Regions from separate parts of the Cricetulus griseus genome. Here region 2 is linked to region 1. A link is a contact called in public Hi-C data. All regions are on one chromosome and are shown on one strand. The core of a region is the stretch at or near the end of the contact, and the rest is flanking DNA. Distances in the headings are between cores, read along the strand shown. Region 1 has its middle 55 kb from the start of Qki. Region 2 holds the start of Qki (protein quaking).

Region 1 (2,889 bases), core at 29-2,528:
AAATCTTTTAAGGATTTTGCTGTTGAGGCAGGCTTTGCTGTGTGACTTCCCTCAAGAGATGTAATCAAGTGTCTGCTTGCTCTAGGTAGGGCGCCAGCAATAGAGCACCTGCAACAGACCTCAGAAGCAGTTCTATCAAAGTCTAGCTTCATGAACCTGTGTGTTTATTGGGGTTACTCACAGGAGCATGGGTGACATAAAGACAGCTGAATCTCTGAAAAAAATCCTACCCCAGCCTGGGTGACAACACATAGGAGCTGCAGCCCTGGAGTTCTGTTCATGACTTGCAAGCAGCTGGGTAGGCTGCAGAGTCTCTCACCCCCCCCCCCCGCCGTTAATTTCTTCTATAACCTTGGGGTTGAACCTTGTGAATTTTTTAAGTTTTAGGGGCCTCCTGGGATTTCCTCCCAGATCCTTGTAAATTTCAGGTACTTCCTGATTACTTCCTGAGTTTTAACAAGCTCCTCTCCTCCCGCCACTGGGAAGGAACAAGTTCTCTGGTAGCTAAGGCAGGCCTTGCACTTCTGATCATCCTGCCTTGGTTCCTGAATTCTGGGATTATAGGTTTGCATCTCCACACTGACTCTTAACCCCTGAGCCATCTCTCCAGGCCCCTCCACACTGACTCTTAATCCCTGAGCCATCTCTCCAGGCCCCTCCACACTGACTCTTTTTTTTGGGTGTGTTTGTGTATATTAGAGTCCAATCAGAACATTTGGTATTCACCAATCTTGTTTCACCAAATCTCTTCTACTCCATCCTTTCTCTATTTCCATGAAGAAATATGTAACATTTCAAGATAAAATGGATCCCAGTCTCAGGAAGACAGGGAGAGTTTGGAGGTGTGGCTTACACTGGCCAAAGAGACTTGTGGCTCCAGGATTTAGTACATTCCCTGGGGGCTGCCACATACATGGTAGTCTGTGAGTTGAACACCAGGGGAGAGAAAGCCTTCATTTCATCTCTGAGATTTCTGGTGAGAACTGAGAAAATGGCCACCTCTGCCCTCACATGCAGGTGGACACTCCTCAATTACCCATCTGTCCATCCTTGCCCTGAACCAGGGCATGTTCCTGGGTCATCCAAGCAGCATTCCTCTACCCTTGTTTGCTAACTCCAGTCACCATGCCTAGCCCACTTTGTTCCTTTGCCTCTCAGACTCTTGATTAGAAAAGCCAACAGCTGTCTTCCAAAAATACCAGGAGATTCCCTCAGCCATGTCTATACTGCTGGGGGGCGGGGCTATAGGCCAGCGGGGTGGGCCCAGGAAGTCTCATGAGTCACCTGGCAAGAATTGCCTGAGTATTTTAGGCCCCAGGGTGGGGTAGCAGGGGGTGGAGTGGGCTGTGCTTATGTTCATGGTTGGGTTAATTTATGGGTTTTATCCAAGTTAATGGCAGTTCTGAGAGCCCGTTCCAAGGAGCTTGGGCACCGGAATGTGTCTTTAACTACCCCATTAAGCTTCCCTGCAGATGGGGTGCTATTTCTACCCTGTTTGTGGGTTTTTAATGTCGGTCTGTGAACTCCTGTCTTTAGACTGCCCTATCATTCCTCTTTTTCTCTACCCTGTCACCTCCCTGGTGAGGAGGGTGTCCGGCATGTCTGCTCTGCCACATGCTCTGCCCAGCGCTTATCAGCTCTATTAAAAGCTCCAGTGCAGGATTCAGATTGGGGAGTATTCCATTAAAACATCACATTAACGAGTCCTCAGAGAAAATCTCTCACAAAGCCTTTGAGCTCATAACCACTTGGCTGTCTTATGAGCCTCTACAGCTCCCAACATGTTAACAATCAGAAAATAAAAATGTTCCTAGTGACGGCCGGCAGCAGGCTGGGTCTGGCCAACCTGCAGCTTCTCTCTGGGCATTTAGGGAGTGGGCTAGCCTGTAGGCTCCCATGCACCCGAGGACACATGTCCTAGTCTTCCTTCTGTCCCTGACCAGGCCCAGAGGCGGCTTTTTGTGAGAAGAGATAGAGGTCAGCGGAGATGCTGACAGGCCTGGAGGTGATCAGAGTCCTGGCAGCTGTCCAGCCACCCCTCAGACTCACCAGATGAACACTGGCCTGGGAGTTCGGGCCCAGGGATTCCTGGGATAAGATGGTCCCTGGAAAGTGAGTACAGCGGGGTACATCTGAAGCCAGAGTTGACCCTCTGTGGGCACACTGCTCCACAGTGTCCCCAGGAAAGGAAACAACACTGACCATTGCTGCTGGGGTTTGGATTCTTTTTCTGCCCCATGTGTCTGGCTCTTGGCCTGGTGGCTCCTGACATAAGACCTTATTTTTAGGGCTGTTCTGATATGACATTGTTGGGATCCAAGCACTGAGCCCTGCAGCCAAGGAATCCTTGAACAGTATCTTTCCCTGTCATTGCGGGCTCTGACAGAGTGCAGAGGGCAGGAGAGGTGATCAGCCTTCTACACTACGAAGGCCTCTCTAGTCCCCTGGGCAGCCATGGTTTAGGGACTGTTGTGTTCTCTCGCATCTATCCACTATTCTTCCATGGAGGTGGCCACACTGACATATTAACAAGAGTCCTTAGGCCGTTTGGGAGATGGCTTAGTCTGTAAAGTGCTTCCCTGGCAAGCACAAGGGCCTGAGTTTGATCCCCAGTATGCATAGAGAAAGAAAGAAAGAAAGAGAGAGAGAGAGAGAGAGAGAGAGAGAGAGAGAGAGAAAGAAAGAAAGAAAGAAAGAAAGAAAGAAAGAAAGAAAGAAAGAAAGGAAATAGCCAGGCTAAGTGGGCCATGTTTTAATCCCAGTGCTGGGAAAATAGAGGCCAGTGGATCACTGGGGCTCAGGGGCCAGCTGTAGGGTTCCTGGTCAGACACAAGATGTAAGGGAGGGTTGGCCTCCTCGGAGTTGGTCCAAGACACACCCAGACACCAA
Region 2 (2,795 bases), core at 203-2,702, 55 kb before region 1:
AATAGGCAAAACCCCTTAAAGGGGCAGCACAACTTTCCTCCGAGGCGTCTGAGACTAACAGACACGCGGACCCAAAAGTAGGAAATGTCCCTTTCGACTTGTTACTGTTGTATGCATGTTCAGGCGTCATAACTGAGCGCTTTCTGCCTCAAGTCCTGCCTATGGCTCCCCACCCAAAAGAAGCTCGCTCTTAGCTCGGAGGTATTCAAAGTCTTTTGTTCTTCCCTGATATGCCTGCTCCTTGAGCATAAATTTTGATTTCTCTAGCTGTATTTGAAAATATTTCGAGATTCTTCTCAAGATGCTAAAATCCACTGTTCATCCGCACATCAGCACAGTTTTCCGCTTCCTTCAGACAGCCCCCCGCCTGGAGACTTTTAAAAACAAAAGGGAAACTCCCCGCTACACGGTTTTCAAAGCGGACTTGTTGGTCCTCCTGCCCCACAGGCCGCCCCGGGAATCCGCGGAAACCCACGGCTCCTGGGAACTAACACTCCAGGTCGCTGCTGAGAGAAGTTCTTAGAGGACTGCCAGAGCTGACCAGCATGCATCTTCTAGCCACTCTTCGCTCCCTGCAGCGCTCCCAACTCGGCTTCTGCAAACTTGCGCTCTATTTTATTCCCGTCCTTTCAAACTTCCAGCTCCCCGCCCCAGGGACGCGGGCGGCTACGCCTGGAGCTAACCCTCCGCCCCAGTGAGTTCTTCCGAACTCGGATTCCGTTCAGGTCTGTCATCGCGGTATTTCATACTCCTCCCCCCGCCACCCAAAAAAAAAAAAAAAAAGTGAAGTTAAACTCCCAAACAGTTCTCGCTTCCCTAAACAAAGGACAAAAAAAGTGCTGTGCTCTGTGTCAGCTCGTGCTCGCCTTCGGCCACATAAGCACTACTTTTCGGTACCCTACGTAATCTGTGGACACCCGAAGAGTCCACTCCTGTACCGCGGGCCACACAACTCCACTGAGACGGGCACCCCCAGCCGGGGCCCCGCGGGCGAGGCGAGGCAGAGCTCGCGTGGCCCGGCCAGATCGGTCGGGATGGCGGGGTGTCTATCTGCCGCGCCGTCGGGAGCTGGCCGCAGCCCCGCCGCCCCGCCGCCCTGCCGCCCGCGAGCTCCGGGTCCGCCCTCGGGCCTGCCCCGGCCCTGGCCCCGACCCGCCGCGAGCCGCCCGCGCCGCCTTTGTGCGCCCGCCCGCCTGACCTTCCCGCCGCCCCGCCATCCCGGGCCGCCGCGCCCGCCCGCTCGCCCGCGGGGGTCGAGAGGCTCACCTTCGTCCAGCAGCCGCTCGAGGTGGTTGAAGATCCCGCAGAAGTTGGGCAGGCTGCTCATGAGCTTCTTGTCGTTCATCAGCTGCATCAAGTAATCTGGGGTGGGCTTCGGCTTCTCCTTCGTTTCCATTTCCCCGACCATATTCCAGGCTCCGCAGCTCACTCCGCCCGCGCCGCCGCCGCCGCGCGCCGCCGGAGGAGGAGAGAGGAGGAGGAGAGGAGGGAGGGGCGGGGCGAGCTCCGGCCGCCGGCCGCTCGGACGCGGCGTCCCGCTCCGCGCCGACTCCGCTCCGGCTCCCGCGCCGAGCCCCGGGGCGGCCGGCTCCGCGCGCCCGCCCGCCCCCCCGCAGGCACTTTCGCCCGGCCCGACGCGCCGCGGCCGCCGCTCCTCGGCCGCCCGGCGCGGCTCCCCTCGCGAGGCCGGCGGCGGAGGCGGGTCTCGGGGCCGAGCGCGGCGCGGGGCCGCTGCGCCGCGAGGAGTCGAGGGGCCGCTCGTCGGCCGGTCGCGCCGCCTGCGCCGAAGCTCGCGAGTCTGCGGTGCTGTCCGCCGCGGCGCCCCCGCGTTGCCGCCGCCGCCGCCGCCGCTCCGACTGCCGCTCCTCCTCTTCCTCCGCGGCTCTCCTCCTCCTCACTCACTTGGCGGCGGAGTTCGCCTCAGTTCAGGCGGCGCTGCCGGCGGCGGCGGGGGGAGGGGCGCGGGCAGGGCCGGGGGCGGGCGGCGGGCCGGGCGCGCAGGGCGGCCGTTACGGGGCTAGGCGCGCTCCCGCCCCCCGCCGCCGCCGGCGCCCCTGCCCCTGGCCGCTCGGGCGGGACGGACGGACGGCCGGCTGGTGGCCGAGGGCCGGGCCGCGGCTGAGGGGGACGCGCGCCGGCTGCGGCGGCCTGCGCGGGGCCGGGGTCGCGGCTGAGGGGACGCGGGCGGCGGCGCTGGCTCGTCGGCGCGCTGTTGCTGAGGCGGCGGGCGCGGTCGGGCGCGTCGGCTGAGAGGAATTCCGGCGGGACTATGCGCGGGCGCTGCGCTCGCCGCCGCCCTGGCCTCGCCTCTCGGCGCGTTACTATAGTTTGAGGGGATTTTTTTCTCTCTCTTTTTTTTTTTAAAACCTCTTCGTCCACCTTCCTCGCCACCCCTCAGGAAAAGAAAAAAAGGAGAATTTTTTTTTTTTTTAACGTCCTGTTGCTTCACTGGGGGCACTCTCGGGTGGGCATCACGTGGCCCGACACGTAGCCGTGAGGCCGAGGGCGCGTGCGCGCGTCGAGGGCTGTGGCCACGCCCCTTCCGAGGGTCGCCCCGCCCTATCGGCCGGAGAGCGCGCCTGCGTGGGGGGCGAGGGGGGGCAGCGGCGGTGGCCTCTGGACCGAGAAGCGGGCCGGAACCGTTCTGGCGCGGCGCCCACCCGGCGGGGCGGGCGGGGTGGGGGACCCGGCCGTCGGACCAGGCGCAGACGAGTCCGCATCCCGCTCGTGATGCCGGTGGGCGGCCGGCTGAGCTGGCGCGCGTGGGCGACCGCGCCGCAGCATCGCCCGCTGCG

Evidence for each region. A called contact is a pair of places that touch in the nucleus more often than the background predicts.
Region 2: a Hi-C map of fibroblasts shows a contact between it and region 1, with 3 times the contacts expected there. The contact joins the promoter of Qki here to the enhancer-like site in region 1. A contact is called at or near these places in 3 of 8 Hi-C or Micro-C datasets (the CHK-Q cell line, fibroblasts and liver).

What each region holds. Positions count from the first base shown.
Region 1 is chr2:290,434,335-290,437,223 of CriGri-PICRH-1.0, reverse strand. No RefSeq gene overlaps it. Among named protein-coding and RNA genes, the nearest start is that of Qki, 55 kb to the left of the region's middle. Within about 2 kb of position 1,278, at least 3 of the 6 cell types and tissues checked have open chromatin away from gene starts, as enhancers often do. A contact at or near this core is called in fibroblasts, where this site is marked.
Region 2 is chr2:290,489,351-290,492,145 of CriGri-PICRH-1.0, reverse strand. It overlaps Qki (protein quaking), which reads right to left and starts at 1,452. Exons shown (of 8, transcript XR_003482378.2): 1 at 1,267-1,452.